Linked DNA regions of Macaca mulatta: region 1 is linked to region 2. The links are chromatin contacts, called in public Hi-C maps. All regions are on one chromosome and are shown on one strand. Each heading gives the region's core, a stretch centred on a gene start, on an enhancer-like site or on the middle of the called end of the contact. The rest is flanking DNA. Distances are from core to core; before and after follow the strand shown.

Region 1 (5,871 bases), core at 567-3,066, 520 kb before region 2:
TTTTTTTTTTAACGTTTTTTGAGACAAAGACTCTTTCTCTGTCACCCAGGCTGGAAATGCAATGGCACAATCGCAGCTCACTGCAGCCTTGACCCCCTGGGCTCAATCGATCCTCCCACCTTACCCTCCAGAGTAGCCAGAACTACTGTGCCTGCCACCAAGCCCGGTGGAAAAAAAAAACCCGTAAGAGTGTCATACTGTCATATGGGAGAAGAGGCTATACTATAAACAGTGGGATATTGGAATGAATACACACACACACACACACACACACAGATATTTGTAGGGACGGGTCTCACATGTTGCCCAGGGGGGTCCTGAACTCCTGGGCTCATGTGATCTCCCTGCCTCAGCCTCCCAAAGTGTTGGGTTTACAGGTATGATGAACCACAGCGCCCGGCTGACACACTTTTTAAAATGCAATTTCTGTTTAGATCTTGACACCTGTTGATATTACTAGTCACTATGGAAAGAAGCAAAAACAGTTAAGATGCTCTAACATTTTTTTCCCCTGTAGAAGCCAACATGGAATACACCATGAAAACTGTCTAAATGGGAACCTTCTAATACGGCTCATTGTACGCCATGCATTTCCACTACGTTGGAACTGACTTCTACTTTCCTCCTTATCTATTAGGCGACTTAGTCGCCTCTAGGCAAGTAACTTCTCTGTTTCATTTTCCATGCAGTAAAAAAAAAAAAAAAAAAGGTGGAGGACTTTAGAGAGCTTTTACCCGAATAAGGTCTATTAGACATCTTCAAAAGCTTTCTCTCCAGACGACGCAGAAACAGGCACACGGGATTCTGTGCTTTCCCCACCTCCCACTCCCAAGCCCAGGCCCCATTCTTCTCACTTTCAATCCTCATTTGGGCTCCTAAAAGAATAGCAAAGAGAGTTCTTTTATCAATACCAGCGCTCCTCTGTCCCCAAATCCGGCTAGGGATGGGTTCGGAGGCCTCAGCTGCTGGAGAGAGGGTAGAGACGATCCTTCCTCGCCCATCTAGCCAGCCACCACCCCTTCCCAGATCTAGCGTCCGGGCCCCTGACCAAGCGCGTGCTTGGAGCTCTCCGGTACAGTGACGCGCGCGCTTGCCCGGCTAGGGCCCCTGTGAAGGAATGGGATCCCGAGGTGCTTGCCAGGACCGCAGCAGGCGGAAGCTGCTGGCAGCGGGAACGGGCGGCTCCCGTCAGCGTGGGTGGGGGAAGGGCGGCAGCCACATCCGGAAGTCGGTCCGGGAGGGAGGGGGAAATCTGAGGAACGAAGCTTCCGGCGGCGCAAAGGGTGTCGGGAGCGGCTTCCTGCAAATCTTCCCTGGCCTCTGGAGGGACCACCGTTGCCGCCGCTTCGGCTTCCAGGATCTGCGTTCGGGTTACGCGGCCACGGTGGCAGCCACTGCGACTCCCACTGTGCCTGGCTCTGTCCATATTAGTTCCCAGGCGGCCGTCGCCGTTCCAGCAGCGGCAGCGGCGGACATGTTGTGAGGCGGCGGCGCGGGTGTCTGAAGGATGGTTTGGCCGAGGCGGCGGCAACGGCTGCTGGCGGCGGCGGCAGCGGCAGCGGGGCCTCGGGCTCTATAGAGCCGAGCCCGCTGGGTACCCGCCCGGTACCGCGGCGAGGCCAGTGCCCCTGGATCTTGCCTCTTCGACGCCGTTGGGGACCAGTTAGGCGACAGTGCCCGCCCCTCTGAGGAGACCCGAAGGTGGTTCCCCAGCCGCTCAAATTTCCGGACCACCGCGCTTTCCCCTCAGCCTGGGCTGTGCTCTCTCTAGAATCCTCAGGCCCCCACTTTCTTCCCAAACTCATCCTAAATCTCTCACACACGCGAGCGTTCCCAGCCCTCAAGCCAGCTCCTCCTCCGTTCATTTTCTGCACCCTCTTCGCGAAGCACCCCCCGGGATCACTCTCCGAGGGCGGCTTTTTGAGAGATCTCCGTGGAGTAGTGGACCAGAGCCGGGGAGTTTTTAAAAGCCGGGGCGCGAGAAACAGGAAGGTACTATGGCTTCCTCGTCTGGCAACGATGATGATCTCACTATCCCCAGAGCTGCTATCAATAAAATGATCAAAGAGACTCTTCCTAATGTCCGGGTGGCCAACGATGCTCGAGAGCTGGTGGTGAACTGCTGCACTGAATTCATTCACCTTATATCTTCTGAAGCCAATGAGATTTGTAACAAATCGGAAAAGAAGACCATCTCACCAGAACATGTCATACAAGGTAAGTCATGTGTGGAAATTGGTTTGAATGAGGGTCTAGGGGAGCAGTCTGCTAATCGCGTGACGCTTTCATGTCAAAGCCTTCATTCCTCTTCACTGGTAAGTAACTTAATGAAAAAGCCAGACTGGCATGTAGGTAGCCCGTGCTTTAAAAACAATCCCTTTGTAGCATTCTTGCAGTACTTTTCATCTAGCGAATACACGTAAGGAGTGCAAACATTTAGGTCAACGTCCCCAAAACATAAAGAGTGATCTCACTTTACAGCCAGGTAAGCCGAAGCAACAGGAATTGCTTGCCTGAAGTTGAACTTAGATAATAATTAAGGAACGCAGAAGTTCTCCCTTGGAAAATTAAAAATTCAGACAGAGGAACTTCAAGTATGGATGGAGACAGAGCGCCCCTTCCCCACCTGACCTTTCACCAATGTAGAGGAAAAGATTTATTTTCTGAACACATGAGTTAAAAAATTCTTAATATACAATGTGTTCAACGTTGTCAAGTTTATCGTTGTTGAATAAAAGGAGGTATGTTTTCTGCTCTAAAAATGGTTTGATGGTACGTTCATGAATGAGTTACGAAAGCACTCCTGGTCCATTCTGTAAGAAAAGGGTGAACTTTAAATTTTTGTTTTTTTCTTTTTGTTTGCCTTTATGTCGTTTGCTTTGTTCTATTCTGTGGAGATAAGTTTTAAAATCTTTGATTGAAAGTTTATGCAAGTTTTTTTTTTTTAAACGGAAAATTTCCCCGTCCTTTCCTGCTGTCATTCTTATTTGGATGCATACACTTAGGCTTTTATTGAACAGCACTTCTGAAAGCTTCAACAGTTTCTTTTATCCTGAAAAGGTTGTGGTCCCGTAATAGGGATTTGGGGGACTGTATTCTAATGGTTTCAGAGAGGAGAAACATATTTACTAGTCATAATGTTTCGGGAATGTACCTTTTGCGATATTTTTACATGTACTCTTGTGAAAGAGTTGTTCTCAATTTGAAGTGAGAACTTGCCTTTCGTAATAATCTAATTAAAAGTATTGATTGCTTGTGAAACCAGGGAAAAAATGGTTAATTTTAATCATTTTGGTAGGCAGGTGGTTGTCTGTCACTTAATTTTTATACTTTAACTTTTTAAAATGTGACTTGCCTGTTGTACTGAAGTAGAGAACACATCTGCTTATGTTGACCATATCCAATATTTTACTGTCAGTATTGACAAAAGGATTAAATGATTGATTTTTAATCCTTTATGACGTCTTGAAAGTAGTTTTAAAATATATCCTGCCATTTCAGTACATAAGGAGAAAAATCCCTAGGAAAAAGCATATTTGATTCTTAAAACTAGTACTAGTTTTTTTTTTTTTTTTCTACTTGATGTGCTGAATACTCTAGCAAGTAAAATGAAAGCCAAGTTGTCTGTTTTTTCTCTTGTGTATTTATTTTTACATTGTATGTGTGATTGCTGTCATAAGTCTTTCACAAGATTATCCAGCACAGATAGCTGTAATTTCTTTTTACAACTCATAAAAAGGAAAAAGAACTTTTTATCAACATTGCCTTTCTAATGAAAATTGCAAAAGATTTCAACAGGGTCTGCCTAAATATTTGTTTACACTACAGAAGTGGGGATCGTTCCAAAAACCTAATAACACATTACAGTCTGTCTTCTTGGGGAGAGTTAATTCTTTTCTAGGATATATTTAGATTTCTGATTGACATGATGGAATAGAAGTGCAGCTGTAGCAAGCAGTATGCTAAATAATTCAACTTTGGAATATGCTAAATTCAGTTTAATGTGTGAGTCAGAAAGCTATAGTGAAAAAGCATTTCCATTGTGTAATGAAGATGATTTGTTTTTGAAAATCATGTATTGACGTGTTATAGTCTTAAAATTTTACCTCTTTTTTTTGTATTATGCTATTGTTAGGTGGATAAGAATCTACATTTTCGCCCAAGAATTCTCCCTAATTGGGGTTGTAGACTTTATACATTTATAATCTCATATTGCTTAATTATTCCAAAGAAGTTTTGTTTTGAGAGGTTAAATTTTTAAAGAAATTCTTAAGGTTTATATGTTTTAGGTGTTTGAAGTGTGTTCCTGTACACTAATCATAATAGATAGGACATTTTTATACTTTTCTGTCAGCATTGATTAGGAATGTAGAATATATCCAAGTGGAATAAATAATGTACATTTTAAAGTGGTATGATTCTCACATGTTGAAGTTTGAGTTTTTAGTGGTAAGTTTAATGAACTGGACTTTGCTTTAGGACATTTCACTTGTTCATTTCCCACCTTGCTTTATCTTGTCTGAACAAATTAAGCATTCTGAGATAGTTCTGTAAAATGCAAGTTAAAGTTGAACCAATTTGATCACCAGTAAATCTATTAAATAACTTAGTTTAAAAAAATTTTTTTTCTGTTTTGCTTATTTTGAGTTTAAGAAAGTAGACTTGGTATTGAAGATCATAGATATGTGAATAGAGGGAGTTCTAAGCTATAAAAGGTGTTCCTATTTTATTGCAGTTTTTTGTGAACACGTATTCTTGAATGAGTTCTAACATGTTCTGTCACCTTATAGAAAGAATTGACATTGAGAGTCAGCTTAAGTTCTGCACTGAGAATTCTTTAACCTTAGGTAAATCTTTTAACTAAGGTTTTCTTATTTATGTATAAATAATACTTGATTTCAGGTATTACTTGTAATTTTTGAGAATTAGTCAGGGGTTGAGAACCTTACATGAAATATCTCCCCTCCCATTATGAGAATTGTAACTGGAAGTAGTAAAAGTTTGAGAGTATCTGAGAATTTACATCTTCAGCCACTGAGTTGCTCCAAGCTGTCTTATGTTGAAGGAGTTTTTAAAAAATTCCTGTCCGTCTCACACTGGTACCTTTGTAAGATAACATGAAAATGGATCACTGGAAAAGATGAGGAAAAGACCAACACTTAACTTTTTACTATTAGATTCAATAGACATAAAATTATTTTGTCAAATTGCAATGAAGGTACTTAAATGCGTTGAATTTCCATGGTTAACTAATGTTAACCATTAGGAGCTGTTCCGGCATAAGTCCATGGACCACACTTTGAGAACCTTTGCTTTAAAGCCTAAACCACAGTCTGTGTTGGAAAGTGGACATGAGTAGTAAATAATCATTCATACAGATATTTTTTCCGAAGGGACACATCTAATTTGCACTGCAAAATTTATCACATAATCAAATGCTTTTCAAGTTAGGATTTTATTAATACTTTTCTTAAAATTAATGTATCTTTTGTTTCTGTTTTCCTTCTGCCACCCTACAATTACTTACTGAATACTATCAAGTATTTGGCATTGTGCTAGATACTACTAAGGATATTAAGATAAATGATACTCAATTCCTTCCCTGCCATTAGTCTCTCATTGTTGTCCAAGATTTCCAGTAGTGATACCATGGAGGACATGGTTCTTAAGGGTCTTCAGAAACCTTTGCCAGGCTAATGAGCCAAGAAGTCACTTTGGCCTACATCCTCTTAATGTATTTTATGTGAAATACATTAGTCCCTTCCTTCCCACAAGCAAAAGAAAATGGAGAAATTAGAGAATGCTGATTTATATAGTATTTAAAAGGTACTGTATATCACATAATTTTAAAAATGAAAAACATGTTTTATG
Region 2 (6,436 bases), core at 2,558-5,057:
CAGAAGAGAGTACATATTCTTTTTTTTTTTTTGGAGACAGGGTCTCACTGTCACCCATGCTGGAGTGCTGTGGTGCGATCTCAGCTCACTGCAACCTCTGCCTCCTGAGCTCAAGTAAGTGATCCTCCCACATCAGCCTCCCCAGTAGCTGGGACCACAGGTGCTTTCCACCATGCCCAGCTTTTTTATTTTTATTTTTTTGGGTAGACATGGGTTTTTCCCATGTTGCCCAAGCCAGTCTTGAACTCCAGGGCTCAAGCGATCCACCTGCCTTGGCCTCCCAAGGTGCCGAGATTACAGGCATGAGTCACTTACTGCTCTTATCACATACAAAAATATTAACATATGATGTCCTTTTTTTTTTTTTTTTGAGACAACATCTCCCTCTATTGCCCAGGCTGGAGTGCAGTGGGACAACCATGGCTCACTGCAGCCTCAATCTCCAGGACTCAAGCAATCCTCCCACCTCAGCTTCCCAAGTAGCTGGGACACAGGCGCACAGGGCACCACACATGGCTAATTAAAAAAATTTTGTGTGTAGAGATGGGGTCTCCCTATATTGCCCACGCTGATCTCAAACACCTACTTGGGCTCAAGTGATCCTCCTGCCTCAGCCTCACAAAGTGCTAGGATTACAGGCATGAGTCACTGCATCCAACAGATTGATTTCTAATGTCACCAAAACGAGCACTTTTAGTTATGACTGCTGGGAAAAATATGACTAAAATAGGTATCCAAAAAGACAAGGGAAATGCTGGATAGAAGAGCTATTCCATGAAGAACCCAAGGCAGTGATTTTCTCATTCCCCAGGCTAACATTTCATATTTTTATGGTAACCACTTGAAATACATGTATCAAAAACTTATAAAGGAAAAACTTACAGTTTAGCCTTTGTGCTATTTAGTAAGTCTTCTTCATCACTACACTCATCTTCATTTTCGTCATGGTCTGATGAATCTTCACTTTTTTCACCCTCTTCCTCTTCTTTTTCTTCCTCAGTGGCAACCTCACTTGCTTTGTCTTCCTCTTCCAAGTAAAAATTTTTATCAGCACTCATTCCAGGAGTTGTGTCAATTACAAACAATGCATTGTCACATGACAGACTTTCTGTGTCTCCACTTAATGACTCCCTTTGGCCACTATTTTCAACAAAACATAAAGTATCCTCTTCATTCTCACTGTTTTCAGACTGTTGGCTTTCATCACTGCTGAGAACTAATAAGACAGAATTATCTTTACCCTGAGATGTGTTGGGCGCAGACGTGTATAGTCTGGTATCACATTCAAAATCGACATTCCCTTCACTGTTCATGTCTTCACTGACACTTATAACTGTGGACTCTTCTTCATCATCACTACCACCACAATCACCAAACTCTGTCAGGTCACTTGCTTTTATGGGACTTTTTTTCTTGTCATTCCATCTGCCTACTTCCACAGTTGCAAATGTTTGAGTTAATGATTTCATTACAGCCTCAGAGTTCAGATTAGAGTGCACTGATACAGCATTTTTATTTTGGGGGGTTGAATGTCGCTGAGAAAGTAACTGTTGAAGGCTAGTGTCCTGAAGTTCAGAAAGATTCTTCAGCTGAGAACTTTTCTCATTAATTTCTTTCCCCTCATCTGTTATTCCATTGGCATCTTCATTCAAATCCTTACAATTCTGTTTTGTTTCTTTAAGAGATTCAACATTGGCCTGTTCTTGCACTGTTAATATATTTTCTGAACTTCTGTGGGAGAAATCATCATCGAAGTCATTATTATAGAAATTTGGCTTATTTATCTCAGAAAGAGATCTTGCTTGTAAATGGGAAGTTGGTCTGGTATCTGAATCCTCTGAATTCACAGGTGTGCCCACGATCTGTTTCTCATTTCCTGGTACAATCTTACTATCTTTCTTTTCAGTTTGTGCCTTTAATTTCCTCTGCATACTCCTGGTTTTTCTAGTTGCAATTTCAGAGAATGAAATGTCTGAGCTTGATGTCTCAGCAACAGATATAGCTTCTGTATGAGATTCTTGGCTTGGATCTGTCAGAGATTTAGCCTTACTTCTTCTGGTTCCTCTCGTTTTTTCTGTGGGAAGCACAATTCTAGAAATACCTGAAACATGAGATTCTGCTTCAGAGACTATTTCTTCAGTGTAAGACTCCTTTGTTGGAGTTACTTTCGGCTTTTTCCTAACACTGGACACTGGGGAGCATGCAATTAAGATCTGCCTTCTCCTAGTTACCCTTAAAATGGTATCATGGTGCTCAGACACAGAAGAATAATTTGACTCTGCCTCAGAGGTCTCTCCATCCGTAGATGGTTCAGTACCCTTTGGTAGTGAGCTTGTAGTTCTGCTCTTCCTCTTTCTAGCTTTAGGAGTTCTAGGGATTGAACTTTGTTTCCCAGTGGTCTGTGATTCAGCAGTAGTTCGGGCATCAGATCCAGTACTACTTTCTGGATGCGCTTGAATCCCATTAGCAGCAGAACTCTGCAAACCAGAGAAAACACACTGTAAATTAGGTACGGCTGGAACAAAGGCAAAGCCTTTGGTACTGACCCCAAAAGCTAAAACCCGGTAAACAAGATTACCTTTAAAACAAAAAACAAAACCCGCCCAACTCATGATTTTTAAAAAATCAAAATTTGGCAGGGCGCGGTGGCTCACGCCTGTAATCCCAGCACTTTGGGAGGCCGAGGCGGGTGGATCACGAAGTCAGGAGTTCCAGACAGCTTGGCCAATATGGTGACACCCCGTCTCTACTAAAAGTAAAAAAATTAGTCGGGCGTGTTGGTGCGCACCTGTAATCCCAGCTACTCGGGAGCCTGGAGCAGAATTGTTGGAACCCGGGAGGCAGAAGTTGCAGTGAGACGAGGTCGCGGCTCTAGCCTGGGCACTGCACTCTAGCCTGGGCGACAGAGCAAGACTCCGAATCAAAAAAAAAAAAAATCAAAATTTAAACACTGGATCCAACCCTGCATTTACTTCACTTGCCTCATCCTTCCTAGATGTAACTTCAGAAGCAGAACAATTAAAATTTTTCTGTTTAAAGTCAAATATAATGGGTAGACGAACATTCTGACCCACCTATAGGAGGGGGAGAAAAGGAATATTAACTCCGAACAACGATGTGTTTAGGAACACAATGATGGAATCAGCCGCCCTTACCTTTACGTAAGGAAAAAATCGCCGCCGCTCCGTTCCCTGCATCGCAGAGTCAGAATGAGACAGCCGACTGACGCCACTAAGAGTCACCAAGTGACGACACCACAGCCCTCCTCACGCCTTAAGGAGGTAACGCTGGACAGCTGCCAGCCTCCCCACGTGAAAACGAAGCTTTTTTTCCAGTTCCCCTAAATGGGGCTTGTGCATGGTGGCCGAAATTAACCCTCCTTGGTACCGTGTTAACAGTATGGTTTAAAAAGCTTGAACTATGCTTCTGCATTAAGGAGTTGAACGACCCAAAGAAAGTTATCTAACCTCTCTTCCATACTAAAAACTGCCTTAAAAGACAGTGGTGAGGGCTAGTTTTCGTGACAGTCTTAGCACGGGGCCTGGGAAACCCAAGCGCGCGGCAAGCTGGGGTCCTCTGTTGGCAGTCCGCACCCTTAAGCGGACCCTTGCGCCGCCCCGCCTGCCTGAGCGCCGCTCTGCGAAGCGGGGAGAAGTAGGAAAGACTGGATTTCCTACCTTCTGCCCGGAACTTTCAGCCGACGCGGCTTGGATGCTGGCCTTAGCCCGTGCGGATCTGGTAACCACCATCTTTCCGGCTCCCCCGCGACAACCACTACTTCCCTCTTCCCTGGCGCTCCGGAAATGCGTCAGAGAACTGTCTCGAGCGCGTTTTCCGCGAAGATCCGAGAGCTCGCGAGAATCTCATCCCTGCCTTCGCCCAGCCAGTTCAGGCTAGGGCGGTCTGAGACAACGGGCTTGGGTTTAAGTGTGCACTTTAGAGCTGTAGAAGACAAGCCAGATTTTTGCTGGCAAAGACCTTCATGGGGGCAGCGAAGCCCGCAGTGACAGAGGGCCTTAGCGTACAGGTTCACATGAATTGTAAAAACGCACCGACAGGCTATCCGTTCATTTGTTCAGTAGAATCATTTGAACCCGGGAGGCGTTCTTTCATTTCTGTGTTCTAAAGAGCTTAATGTAGCCCTTGGTGTATCCAAGGGAGACGTTTGAGGTATTTGTACTTTTTTTAAAAAAGGCAATATTTACTCGTGTATTATTTGTGACGCTAAATATAAATAAAATAAAATTTAAGGACTTGGTTGAGGTAAAAGGGATATAAAGTGCCCACAGGAACTCGGAGACAAAGTAGAAAGCTATATAATCTAAACGTGAGATGGTGTTTAGGGATTGGGAATAGCAGAAAAGAAAAAAAGTTAAAGAAATTGTAAAGGAGAGGAATAAGGTTTTGTTGTTATTGTTGTTGCAGTGAAAGGAAGAGAATGACCAGAATCAAGAGGTTTTTTTGGTTATCTTTTGGGACAAAAGGTAGAGAACTATGTTTGAGGGGATGGGGGATTGAAAAAATAAGTAAACGCAAATTATTGTTGGAGGTGAGAAACGATGGATGAGTGCCTCACCAAACCTAGTCTCTACTTCTTTATAACAGAAAATCAATTTTTTATTTAAAGTCACAGAACACAGACTTCGGTGGACACACTGCTTCCCAGCTTAAATTGCTTATTTTATAGTCTCCCTTGCAGCCAAATGTGGCTACGTGACTACGTTTTAGCCAATTAGGTATAAATTGTGTGCATGTCTTTAGGGACGGCATCTAAAAGAGAGGAGGCCGTCCCTGGCTTTTTTTTTTTTTTTTTTTTTTTTTTTTTTTTTTTTTTGGAGACGCAGTCTTGCTCTGTTGCCCAGGCTGGAGTGCAATGGTGCAATCTTGGGTCACTGCAACCTCCGCCTCCCGGGTTCAAGCGATTCTCCTGCTTCAGCCTCCGGAGTAGCTGAGATTACAGGAGTAGCTGAGATTACAGGCGCCCGCCACCATTCCCGGCTAATTTTTTTTGGTAGTTTTAGTAGAGATGGGGTTTCACTATGTTGGGCAGGCTGGTCTTGAACCCCTGACCTCAGGTGATTCGCCCGCCTCGGCCTCTCAAAGTGCTGGGATTACAGTGCTGGGATTACAGGCGTAAACCACCTCGCCAGGCCCTCGTGGCCTTTTAAAGTGCATTTTACTTCCTGGAAAGTTGGGTTCACTGGTTTTCAGGCAGCAAGTTTGTGCCATAAGGATGAAGGCATGCTTTAGAGATGGCATAGCAGTGAGATGGAAAAATCAACTCGTGGAGCTGCCCTAGGAGCCCTCAAGAGTCTTCTAGATTTTTCACCTGAGGAAAACACCTTGCTAAAAGCCACTGTTACTTACAGATTTTTCTATTTGCAGCCCAGCCTAATGCTAACTGAAGGACTGGATAATAAACAGATGTGGCTGTAGCCAGAAAAGAATGCACCTTCCTTTGAGGCAGGAGGGAAGAGTTGATATTTGAAACAGAGAGGAGAATGTGAATGCAAGTATGTTCAAGTGGAGTGAAGAAGAGAAGATTTTGGATAGATAATAGCCTCTGTTATTATCTATCCAAAAGAAGTAGGTGATACATCTCAGAAGAATGGAAATGGTTTAGATCAACTTTTGTGGCAAACGTGAAGAGCAAAAATAAATTTTAGTAGGGCCAAGTAGCAGTGAGATTATGTAAGAAGATGAACAGAAGAGAAAGGCTAGATTTGAAGAGGAGACAAATTGTGTAGAAGGAAAGTGAACCAATTGGATGTAGGCTGCGGAGATCAAAGCATCAAAGAACAGCAGCATCAATCATAATAGTATTGGCCACTTAATATCTGCTGGATACTAGTTACATGCTTTACATGTATTCACTCATTTAATCTCCACAACTTTAATGTGAGCAAATGCATGGAAATAGAAATTAAGATGACAGAAGTAGGTGTAGAAAATTGGAGAGAATATTAGAAAATCATTCAATGTCTAATATTCACTTGCAAGTATGGCCCTTTCAAGTAAAGAAAAAGAAAAAGGAAAAAACAAACTCATATATAATCTAAGGTCAAGAAACAAACATAAGATATGAAAATTGTCAGTACATATTCATAATATAAGAAGATTGAGCTGGTCTATCAACAAATCTACCATAGGCAAAAAAAAGTGTTTTTACATGGGCTTACCAGGTTTGCCCTATTCTTTGCCTATCTTCTTTATCTGAAGTGGATTTAGGGCAAATATAGTATATCTAATTTTAGGTAAATATAGTATATACAATACAGTTGACCCTTGAACAACACGGGTTTGAACTGGGAGGTTCCACTTATGCAGTGATTTTCTTCTGCCTCCACCACCACTGGACAGAAAGACTAACCCCTCCTCTTCCTCCTCAGCTTACTTAACATGAAGACAAGGATGAAGACCTTTATGATGATCCACT

The links. Hi-C and Micro-C count contacts between places; a contact is called where the count stands out from the background.
Region 1: a contact with region 2 is called in a Hi-C map of fetal cortical plate, with 2.0 times the contacts expected there. The contact joins the promoter of DR1 here to the promoter of DNTTIP2 in region 2. A contact is called at or near these places in 2 of 14 Hi-C or Micro-C datasets (blood and fetal cortical plate).

The regions. Positions count from the first base shown.
Region 1 is chr1:146,924,135-146,930,005 of T2T-MMU8v2.0, reverse strand. DR1 (down-regulator of transcription 1) reads left to right here and starts at 1,816. Exons shown (of 3, transcript NM_001257839.1): 1 at 1,816-2,217. The coding sequence starts at 1,998.
Region 2 is chr1:146,402,030-146,408,465 of T2T-MMU8v2.0, reverse strand. It overlaps DNTTIP2 (deoxynucleotidyltransferase terminal interacting protein 2), which reads right to left and starts at 3,807. Exons shown (of 7, transcript XM_015145331.3): 1 at 3,678-3,807; 2 at 883-2,477. The coding sequence starts at 3,749.